Regions from separate parts of the Capra hircus genome. Here region 2 is linked to region 1. A link is a contact called in public Hi-C data. All regions are on one chromosome and are shown on one strand. Each heading gives the region's core, a stretch centred on a gene start, on an enhancer-like site or on the middle of the called end of the contact. The rest is flanking DNA. Distances are from core to core; before and after follow the strand shown. Region 1 has its middle 79 kb from the start of PTGIS. Region 2 overlaps SLC9A8 (sodium/hydrogen exchanger 8).

Region 1 (5,732 bases), core at 1,429-3,928:
TTTATCCAGAATCTCTGGGTGTCCTGGTGGGAGAGACTCCTGACCAGCCCCACTGATCAGCCTCCCAGTGCTGGGAGGTGGGAGCGCGTCTCTCTCACCCCCAGGCCCCGGCACAGACTCTGGGATTACAGGTTGGGTTCCGATCTCAGGTCTCTACTCACCCCTGGGAAAGCCACTCCACTCCGCCAAGCCTCCCTTCCTTGATCTGCATGGGGACATTTCCATTAAAAAAAAAAAATTTTTTTTTTTTTTTTCAGTTCAGTCGCTCAGTCGTGTCTGACTCTTTGCGACCCCATGGACTGCAGCACACCCGTCCTCCCTGTCCATCATCAACTCCCAGAGTCCAGCCAAACCCATGTCCACTGAGTCGGTGACGCCATCCAACCACCTCATCCTCTGTTGCCCCCTTCTCCTCCTGCCTTCAGTCTTTCCCTTCAATCTTTTTTTTTTTTTAATGAAACACAGATATGGAAGAGCACACGGCGCAAACACATACCTTCGTGATTCTGATCAGGCAGCTGGACTTCCCTGTGACCATCTCCTGGGGAAGAGCAGAACTTGGGCAGTTACCCCAGAAGCCCCCGCAGGACCCTGTCCCACTCAGGGACAGCCCCTCCCTCTTTCCAGAAGGACCCAGACTTCTAGAGTCAACGTTTGTGTTTCTTTACAGTTTTATCACTTCTGTATGGATCCCTAGACTATATTTTGTCTTGCCCATTAAAAAAATTTTTTTTGATGAGGAATTCCCTGGTGGTCCAGCGGTTAGGAGTCTGTACTTTCACAGCTGAGGGCTCTGGTTCGATCCCTGCGGGGGGGAAACTACGATGCCACAAGCCAGCGAGGCCAAAACAACAAAACTGATAATCTGTTCAGTCTTTCAATGTCTGCTTCCCCTGCCATTCGCTCCCTTTCCCAGTGGTTTATCTGTGGCAGAGCCTGGGCCGTCTGTTTCCCTGGAGCTGATGGCAACACAACACCCTCTAGCCTTGGCGTTTCCTGCAAATTGGCAGTCAAGTGCAGACGCTTGACTGGGGATGTTCGTGAGGAATAAGGATGGGTGAGGAGCCTGGCATGGGTGGGCAGCCTCAGAACGCGGTAGTCGGGAAGGTTCCCTGGGGTGCCCCGTGACCAGACTGCAGCTCACCCAGGCTCAGCCATCCACCCTCCCTTCTCTCCGCAACTCAGACCCGGCCACCCCACCTCCGGAAAGTTCCAGGGCCAAGGCTGGCTTGTCCCAGTGGGAGCTGGCAGCAAACTGGTCCGTAATTTTAGCCGTTCCTCTCCCCTAAAATTATTCCCCATCTGGAGATGGTTTCCAAACCCTGCCCAGGAAAGAGTTGGTGGTGCAGGGAACATTTTTCTATTAAAAACAGCAAAACGAGACCAAACTGGATGCTGAGCTCCTGCCAGCCAGGCTCTGGAGGTCTGGCTGAGTGCCAGCTGTATACCCTCCTCGGGGGACTCTGCTCGGAAGGTGCAGACAGTGAGAAGGACAGTTGGGCCCTGTCCCCTGGATCACCCATCCCACCCTGGGTGCGTGGACTCTGGCTGCAGGGCCAGGGGAGGGGTAGGTTGGATGAACAGCGGAGAAGGCTCTGGGGCTGGGGCTGAGCCGCCAGGAGACTTGACGCCTGTGGGCTGTTCTAGGTCACGTGGGGCATCGAGTCCCAGAGAGGCAGTTTTCTTCACAAGGATCCTCTTCAATCAGCTGCTCTGAGCACTTCAGGGAAGAGCTCCCTTGCTGCTCCCGGCTCCTCATCACCTCTGAGCCTCAGCTTCCCCATCTGTCAAAGGGGGCCACTGGCAGTCCTTTGAGGTTCCTGCAGGAAGTGGGAGGTGCCTTCTGGGACCCCACGGCACCCTGCGTGTCCTGGGTCCATGCCTGCCTCTCGGCCTCAGTGAATTGCACCCTAACATCTCTCCACCTGTTCCTGACTCCCCACACCCCACCTTCTTGATGCTCTTTCAGCCAGACTTGGCTGTTGAGGTTCCTGAGCCACTCCAGGGCTTTTGTGTACACGGTTCCTTCAGTCTGAAATATCCTGCTGCTTCCAGGTGGGTACCTTTGCTCCTCCTGGGAAAATCAGGCAGGCTTCCTGCCCTCCCTGGAGCATCCCCTGAGGCAAGGCCAAGCTTCCTCTCTCAGGCCCATCCCAGCTCCTCAATCCTCCATTTTCTCATATGGAGGATCCATGAACGCTGTAAACAAATAATTCTCTCTTGGGCATAACATCGGCCTCCCTTTCCTCAGCAGAAGCCCTCACCCCTTCCCCAAAGGAGACCATGCAAATATCTGATACACACAGTCATGGCTTATGATCCAAAGGCGCACAATCTGCCTCCATGCACCGAATACACATTGTGGAACAGCACTGCCTCTGGCCAACGGCCTCAGCTCTCTGGCCTCAGTTACCGCTTCTGAATAATGGGGCGATAACCATAGCCACCTCATTCTGACTGCCGCGAGGGTTAATGTGTGTGGGAAGTTCTGAGCACACTGCTCAATGCAGGGCAGGAGAAAGGTATCTCTCGGTAGAAGGGACCGCTCAGATTAGGGCTGGGACTAGGGCGAGGCTAGTGATGTGCTTAGGGTATGAAATGTAAGGAGGGCTCCATCTCAGGACGGTGCAGACCCAGAGATGCTCGGAGTTGCAAAGGAAGCCGGATGTCTGCTGCCCCCTGCTGGTTACTCCTCAGAATGACACTCCTTTCCTCTGCCCCCAAAGGTCCCTGACTTCACCCAAGAATAGTAAAGAATCTGCCTGCAATCCGGGGCTGCTGCTGCTGCTAAGTCGCTTCAGTCGTGTCCAACTCTATGCGACCCCAGAGACGGCAGCCCACCAGGCTCCCCCGTCCCTGGGACTCGCCAGGCAAGAACACTGGAGTGGGCTGCCATTTCCTTCTCCAGTGCATGAAAGTGAAAAGTGAAAGTGAAGTCGCTCAGTTGTGTCCAACTACTAGTGACCCCATGAACTGCAGCCCACCAGGCTCCTCCATCCATGGGATTTTCCAGGCAAGAGTACTGGAGTGGGGTGCCATTGGGGCACCCAGGTTCAATCCCTGGGTTCGGAAGATCCCCTGGAGAAGGGAATGGCTACCCACTTCAGGATTCCTGCCTGGAGAATCCCACGGACAGAGGAGCCTGGCGGGCTACACTCCATGGGGTTGCAAAGAGTCGGACACAACTGAGCAACTAACACTGCACCCTCAGAGCTGGATGGAAGGAAGTCACCTCGCCAGCTTTGAGGGACAGGTCCTGCTTCTGCCACTGTGGAAGCCTCAGTTTCTTCACCCATAAACCAGGGCAGGAGAGCTTGTCTAATAGTGCATGGCAAACAGGAGGCCCTCCTCAATCGTCAGTGTCCTTCTCTCAACACGGGATTTAAGGAGCACCTACTGTGCAGAGGACTCTTAGGAGACTGAGACTCGGAGCCGTTCCCTTTGGGGTGGACAGGGGAGGGGGATGAAGGCCAGGAATGGGGTCTGAGGTACAGGACTGCCCCCTTATTAAGCACCCACTGGGCGCCACACTGTTGTAAACCCTTGTGGAGGAATGCACCTCATGCTTTCAGAATGCAGTGAGGAGGGTACTGTTTTTATTCTTAGGAAGCCGAGGCCCAGAGAGGTTAATGAGCCTGATCAAGGTCACACAGCCTTGGTGATGGAGGTGAGATTAAAACCCACAAAGTTCCAAGTGCCAGACGGGAAAGGTTGGGCAGATCCATCCCCGTCCATTCATTCAACAAGTGTTTGTTGCACACCTACTGTGTACCAGGCCTGGGGCTGAGTGCCAGAGAGAGACCAGTGAACAAACAGCTCCTGCCCCCAGGGAGCTGTTCACCTAGAGGAGATGGGCAAGATAAATAAGCCACTTGGTGATTCTCATTGTATATAAAAAAATAAGAGTGAGAAGGAGGGGAAAGCAGGCTGCAGTGTGTTTTGACTTTCAGTAGGAGGGCAGGGGCCTTTGGAGCCATCTAGGGACTTTGGTTTTTTCTGTGAATGAGAAGTGGGAGCCATGTTCTGAGCAGGAGATGGGCTGGGGATGACCGACTCCCTGAGCTTCTGGGGCAGGCTCAGGGAGTGGGGATGTGGAGTCTGAGCTCATCGGAATAAAATATCCTGCACTGACCTGGCACACTGCGAGTCACCGGCAAGCACTGCACGGATGTTACTGGTGTCACTGTGGCAGGGAGACTCAGCGCCTCCGGAAGCTGGTGCAGTGTGTCATGAGACCACCAGGTGGCACCAGCGCACAGCAGGCGGACCCGAGGCTGCCCTCGGCGGACACAGTCGGCTCCGCCCTCCCCGCTCAGGCCAGCCTCTCAGCTAGCCACGTCTGAACAGGGCCTCTGTGATCAGAGGTGTCCGGAGCATTGAGGCATCTCTGGCCTCCGCTCACTCGTCAGCCGCATACCCTCACTCCCTAGTGAAAGTGAAAGTTGTGTCCGACTCTTTGCGACCCCATGGACTATACGGTCCATGGAATTCTCCAGGCTAGAATAGTGGAGTGGGTAGCCTTTCCCTTCTCCAGGGGATCTTCCCTACCCAGGGATCGAATCCAGGTCTCCTGCATTGCATTGCAGGCTCTTTACTAGCTGAGCCACAAGGGAATATTAACTCCCTTGTGTGACCACCAAAATTGTCTTCAGACATTGCCAGGTCATGCCCTAGAGGGAAAAATCTAGCCCTGCCCTTCGCTTAGCCACTCTGCGTGGGACACACTGGCCTCCTCGAAGCTCCTCCCACTCATCTGCATATCCCTGCCTCCGAACCCTTGCACTTGCTGTTTCCCCCCAGATATTGGCAGGGCTGCTCCATTCCTTCCAGTCTCTGCTCAGCTATCACCACCTCAGAGACTCCCTGTTCCGGACACTCTCTACCCAATTGCCTGAATATTTTTACCCCATGTATCACTAGCAGAAAAGATTTTATCAAAATGTTAATTTCTTTGCATAGTGAATCCCTGCCCTCTTAGAGCGCATGTTCTGGTGAGCCAGATGGTCAGGAAGGGCCTCTCTTTGGAATGGTGGCTTTGAGTTGTGACTTGAAGGATGAGAAGGGGCTGGTTCCTGACAGAGGCAAAAGCATTTGCAAAGACCCCTGGGGCGCTGCTCAGGCCCAAGTGCCTGACTTCGAGCAGGCCTGTCTGCTCATTTGGGGGGTGGGCTCCTGGGCCAGGCACAGCTGCTGGCTAGGAGCCCCTGAGTCATCGGGAAGCTGTGTCGTGTAGACAGGGGCTGGGCTAAACCTGCCACACAAAGGCTCATTTGTGGCCAGATGGGAAAGACCTGGGGCAACCCAAGAGGGTGGCTCCCTCTTGTCAGCTCCCAGGAAGCACTGGCTGGCAACATTTGAAAGTCAGGAGCTTCCCAGGAGAGTCAAGTTTCCCCGGGTTGGGGAGAGAAACGCGTGCGGCCCGGTCACCTGGACACATGGGGCAGTCGTGTGAAGGGTTTGAGATCCCATGGCCGCATTGTAAGTCCAGCCCCTGCACCCCGCCCCCAGCTGAGTGACCTTGGCCACATCATCCCACTCTCCGAGCTTCAGTTCCCTCACCTCTAACATGGGGTGAAACCACCAGGACTTCCCTGCTGGTCCAGTGGCTAAGACTCCGAGCTCTTAATGCAGGGGGCTTGGGTTCCATCCCTGGTCAGGGAACTAGATCTCGCATGCCGCAACTAAGAGTTTGAATGCCGCCGCTATGACCCGGTGCAAACAGACAGATGAAT
Region 2 (5,732 bases), core at 971-3,470, 250 kb after region 1:
TCCAGATGAAAACGCTGACGAACAAGTGGTATGAAGAGGTGCGCCAGGGCCCCTCGGGCTCGGAGGACGACGAGCAGGAGCTACTGTGACCGAGCGATGCCCGGGACGGACCCCCGCAAGGCGCGCGCACGGGCAGCTCTCCGCTCTTCAGGGCGGACAGAAGGAGGGTGACACCCGGGCCAGGGTCGTCCCAGCCCAGGACTCCGCAGACCCTGGGGGCCGGCCGGCTGCCCTGCAGTGCCCCCTCCCCGCTCCTTACTGGGCCTGACCGCAGACCGGAGGGCCCGCGTGCAGGTAGATCTTTGCTGCTGCTTCCGGAGCCAGGGAGCAGCCATCTGTCCGGTGAGGTGCCCGAGAGCGCGGTGCGCAGTCGCCGCCGTCCCTGGCCGCTGCTTTCATCACGGAGCCCTTCCCTGGCGGGTGGGCGTCAGGACCCACGGGGCCGCAAGCTGGCCGCCACTTGCCTGCTCCTCATCACGGTGCCGCTGGCTTCCTCAGCAGCAGTTCTCATCCAAGCGGCAGGCTCAGAACCCTCGGACCCTCGCCCACCCCTTCGTGATATTGCTTGAGCTCCGTGAGAAGGAGAAACCAAGAGGCCTTTTTTGTTTTACCTCCGACTGGCACCTCACAGGCTGTCTCCCCGGGCGGCAGGCGGCTCCCGCCTTCTCTGGGAATGCTGTGAATGTTTACACGGGAACCGGGCGGGCTCAGCCCCTGGAACCCTGTTGGAAGCTGCGGCCCTGGTTTTGGGGGTGAGTGAGCCTCTCTGCGGGGTCAGAGCGCCCTCTGGAGGGGAAACCTGGAGGCGCGGGATTTATGCGGGCCAGCAAGCAGCTGCTGTCTGAATTCAGTTTAAATTCATGCTCTTTGACGGAGCAGTGAGAGCCTAGCAGTACCTCCCTGACCTGATTCCTCATTCAGTGGTCCTTGTTTGCCCAGGCCCCTTTCCCTGGGCTCCGCCCGCAGTTCACCCGCTGCGCCGTCAGCTCATCAGCATCTCTTCTTTCCTGCTCCCTGTTCTCTGCCGTCTTGGGTCCTCCCTGCAGCCCCTCCCGGGACTCCCGTAGCCGGGAGCCGGGTACATCCGCTCCTCACCTGGACTTACTCGGCCCTTCCACGTGCTCGCTCGCTCGCTCTCACACACACACAACCGTGGTCCAGCTCCTGGGCCATCTCAAGGGGTGAGCTGCCCATCATGACCAGATGACTGGACTTACTGACTTGCCCGCGTCCACTCGCCTCACCGGCCCTTGAACATTTCTCTCTACCTGCTTGCTCTGTGCATCCCCAGGCCAACGGCAATTTCTGTATGTGGCTCAGGGTCCCAGCTGGAGCCTCGGAACTCGGCACCCCCTGGGGTGGTGTAATTCATCACGAGCCCATCCCTGGCTCTGCTGGGCACCCGGTTGGCCGGCGTGAATCTTGGGCTGGCAGCAGAGCTGTCTCCATCTTTTCCGCCCCAGGCAGGGTGGCTCAGGGTGTGAGAAGGGACGGACCTCAGGGCCTTTAAGGACTCACGTGCCCTGCGTGCAAGGCCGGACCCCTGCCTTCACCCCTTCCCTTTCCCCAAAGTATAGGTGTGAAGCCAGGCAGGCAGCCCGTGGCTTCCTTTTTGTGCATGAAAAGTAAATCTGTACTTGATTGCTAAAAGGTGATCACTTCCTTTTGTCACGTCCAACGTTAACCTCATAATTTGAGCCAAATAGGATTATTTGACTTCACCTAATCTCCCCACTGGGAGATTAATGCCAGGCTTGATTCCGGTCTCCATCATTTCCGGTTTCTTTTTAGTGGAAAACTAAAAGATCAAGCGGAGGAGACCTTTGTCCATTCGTAGGGTTGGGGGAGGGCAGCAGGGCTCAGAGACCGGATTGTCCTCTCATTCTTCAGTTCATCAGTAACTTGCTCCCCCCACCCGCCTTGAAATTCAGTCAGATCTTAAGGTGTAAGTTACATTGTAAATTCAGTAGCCTGCCAGAAAATATTTTTTGGCTGTGAGTTCATAGATGATGGAAACAGGTTCTTCTCAGTTCATTGTGCCCTTGTCACCAGGTCTCACCTGGCCTCCCAGTTTTAGCTGAGACCTGAGGAGGACACTAAGTAGAGAAGCACGGGAGGGGCTTGGTGGAAGGTGCCGGGTTTGGCTATGTGGAGGTGCTTGCCGAGGAACCTTTCCTGGTCTGGACGGCACCAGCCTGGGCCTTCCGTGAGCCTCTGCTGCCCTCTGCTGGCCGAGTCGAGGTTTTGCAGTGTGGGAGAGCAGCCCGCCAGGATGCAGGGAACCCGTGTTCCTCAGCTGCTGCCCGTTCACCTTTGCATAGGCCAGAGCCGGTGGAGAGGTTTTTCTGGCGGACTTCTTTCAGCTGTCATTGCCTGAGAATCAAAAACTGCTGTCTACCTTTACTGTTCCTGGGGCTTCCCTGGTGGCTCAGCTGGTAACGAATCCACCTGCAATGGGGGGGACCTGGGTTCGATCCCTGGGTTGGGAAGATCCGTTGGAGAAAGGAACAGGCCACCCACTCCAGTATTCTGGCCTGGAGAATTCCATGGACTGTATGTATAGTATAGTCCATGGGGTCGCAAAGAGTCAGACACAACTGAGCGACTTTGACTTTGTCTTTCCCATTCCTAATAGTTCTGTTTGGGGCAGTAAATGCCTAGAAGATTTTTTAAAGCCCAGCATAACTATAACTTCCTACCTACTTCCTTTCAGGTCCAGGCCATGGGACAGGAGATCTGTAGGACACAGAGAAGGTAATGACTTTAGAGAGAGGTGAAGGCTGCAGTGCGTGAGTGCCTCTGGGGAAGGTAGTCCGCCAGTGAGCTCTGAGGACAGGCTGTCTTGGGGAGTCCTGCAGCAGTAAGCCCACACCCGAAGGCCCCTTGAGCAGCCCTGTGGTTGTAGGACCCCTGGGAACAACCGTACTTGGAGATTTGGGGCGTGAGGCCTTCCAGGGGAAGAAGCTGGCTTTTCCTGAGCCCCCAGAGGTCAAGTTTGGGCTGGGCTGGCGCAAGGCCAGGCGGAAGGTGGCTCAGTCCCGTCATCTAGGGCTCAGACCCTCGGCCCAGGGACCGGCCAAAGGGCCCCCCACCCCCAGGCAAGCCACCTCTTCAGACTAGGGTGCTGGCAGGGCCCTGGCAGCCCCTGCCCACCCCCCGCCCCCCGTCAGGTCGGCCTCATTTGCCTGCAGACTCCTTGTGTGCAGTGGCAAGTGGAAAAATCGCTGAGTGGGGCGCCTTTTCCTTGCAGCCTGCGTCAGAGGTGGCCTCGTGGGGTCTCAGGTCCACACACCCCCAGGGGCCCACACATTTGGCAGAGCCCGAAGCGGGTAGGCCACAGTCAGGATCGTTCTGCTTTATTGAGAAGAGCCAGGGTGGGGTGGGCTGGGGGCGGTGCAAGGCACAGGCCTGGCTGAGGGTAGGTCTGGCCTTGGAGCTGGTCCCCAAGTCTGGCGTGAGGAGGACTCTCAGCAGTGACTGGCCGTCAGTTAGACTTTAAATGCCAAAAAGAGCACCTTCTCGGCTTCCCTGTTCACTGGCTCCGGGACGCAGACGTGTGTGTCTCCTGCTGGGTGGTGGGTAGGAAACCAAATCTGAAAGGTTCCCGATGGAGCAGCCAGCATCATTAAGCAGCTGTTGTACCGGGAGCCCGGTCTCCAAAGCCCCAGACAATATGTGTCAAATGGAAACACCGCAGTCAGAGTGAAGGCTGAGGAGGAACAGGCAGCTCCCTGCCGCTCAGGCTCCCGCCGTCTCTCTCACAAGTGGAGCCGGACCTGCAGGGACTTCCACCGTCTTGCCCTGTGCGACAGGCGAAGGCAGACTTTCTAATGGCCCCGGCCCACCCCACGTCACCGATGCTCACCCCAGATGACATGGTCCCTAATCCCGGCGGGAAACAGAACGCGTGGTGCTTCCTACCCAGAAGCAGGACTTCTCCCAGCTGCTCTGCGGGAGCGTCCTGGCTTCTGGGGGAGAAAGCTGAGTGGTTGGAAAACAGCCACGGGCCCCTGAGTCCTCGGGGCTGACGGGGAGCGTGCCGCTTGGTGGTTGAAAGGGAAAGGCTGCCTGCCGGCGCTGCGGGCCCATCCAAGGAGCTGGCCAGCCACACGTGAGAGCTGCTTCTCCGGGCCCAGCCCTGCTCTGTGGAGCTGAGAAGGCGCCTTACTCGCTGGGCCTCCTCGAGGTGTGTGGCTGTGTGTGTGAACGTGTGTGTTAACGTGTGTGTGCTCAACCATGTCTGATTCTTTGCCACCCCATGACTGTAGCTTCCAGGGTTCCTCTGTCCGTGGAATTTCCCACTCAAGAATACTGGAGTGGGGTGCCATTTCCTCCTCCAGGGGATCTTCCCACCCATGGATCAAACCTGCGTCTCATGAGTCTCCTACATTTGCCAGGCGGATTCTTTGCCACTGCGCCACCTGGGAATGTAGAAAGTTTTCTCCAGTACAGCTCCTGCAAAACTTGGTGTGTTCAAGGTTAATCAGAATTTTGTATTTTTTTGAGTGGTTTTCTTTGTAAAAATGAAGGATTTTCAAAGCACTCTGTTTTGCTAGGACCGTGGGGAGGCCAGCCTTGTTCCTCTGTCCTCCCCCAGGCACTCCCTGTCCTGGTCTCTGAGGAATGATTTGCTGCTCTTGGTGGGGCTGCGGGTTGGGGAGGGGGGAGTCAGAGGTGGAGGGGCCTGTGGCTGCTGCGCTGGAGCCACTGCCTCATCTCATTGGGCCCTTTAAGAGTTCAGAAGTGGATGGAAAACAGTAATGTCACTGGATGCTTCTTTAGAAATAAAGACAAAAGCTGCTGAACCTGAACCACTGTCTGTGTTTGTGTTCCATGGCTTTGCAAAGGCAGGGGTCGTGTGTCCCTAGGCCCAGCTCTGCCAATGTGGCTCGGCTCTCTAGGCCAGAGGTGGGTGCAGAACGTGGGGGGTGATGGGCAGGAGCGTGGGCTCTGGGGGCCCAATTCCTGCCTCTGTCTCTGTGGGCCTGCACCCCACAGGCCCATGAGCCTTGAGACCATCGCCCAGAGGCAGCAGCAGAGACACCGATGGTTTGCTGTGTGTGTGGGTCGCTCAGTCGTGTCCGATTCTTTGTGATCCCATGGCCTGTAGCCCACCAGGCTCCTCTTTCCATGGGATTCTCCAGGCAAGAACACTGGAGTGGGTTGCCCATCCCTTCTCCAGAAGACCTTCCCAACCCAGGGATCGAACCCAGGTCTCCCACACTGCAGGCGGATTCTTTACCCTCTGAGCCACCCGGGAAGGTGTAATGGTTTAGCAGATGGAGGGATCGTACACAAGGGGTCGATACACAAGGTGGAGCGATACCCTACCGTATGTACGGCAGCTGGTGGGCAGAACACAGCAGCGGCCTTCAGTACCCCAGGGAGGAGGCGGCTACCTTTTATAGGTGGGGGCGGGGCGGGGATTGATGTCAGGTGGGGTCAGTTACCAGGATCTGATTAAGCCCTGTAACTAAGAGAACTGGACAATTACGTGAGGGAAGCAGGGGCTGGTCGAACAGGAGATGTACCCAGAGCAAGAGAGCAACCATCTTGAGTGGCCTAAGTGTAGAGTCTCTTTGTGGGAAGGGCTCAGGCCGCGCCCAGCCTCCAGCCAGCCCACGAGTGCTTTCGCATGGATGCAAGGGACACATCCTCACCGGGGGCCCCTGGGGTTGCAGGCCAGCCGCTGGTGGGCCTTTGCCTGGCTGAAACCAGGCTCTGAGTCCACA

What was found. Hi-C and Micro-C count contacts between places; a contact is called where the count stands out from the background.
Region 2: a contact with region 1 is called in a Hi-C map of blood, with 8 times the contacts expected there. The contact joins two enhancer-like sites. A contact is called at or near these places in 2 of 5 Hi-C or Micro-C datasets (both in blood).

Annotation. Positions count from the first base shown.
Region 1 is chr13:77,256,358-77,262,089 of ARS1.2, forward strand. No RefSeq gene overlaps it. Among named protein-coding and RNA genes, the nearest start is that of PTGIS, 79 kb to the left of the region's middle. Within about 2 kb of position 2,679, at least 3 of the 5 cell types and tissues checked have an H3K27ac peak or open chromatin away from gene starts, as enhancers often do.
Region 2 is chr13:77,504,346-77,510,077 of ARS1.2, forward strand. It overlaps SLC9A8 (sodium/hydrogen exchanger 8), which reads left to right. Exons shown (of 17, transcript XR_001919084.1): 16 at 1-752; 17 at 2,714-4,811. Among named protein-coding and RNA genes, the nearest start is that of SPATA2, 22 kb to the right of the region's middle. Within about 2 kb of position 2,221, at least 3 of the 5 cell types and tissues checked have an H3K27ac peak or open chromatin away from gene starts, as enhancers often do.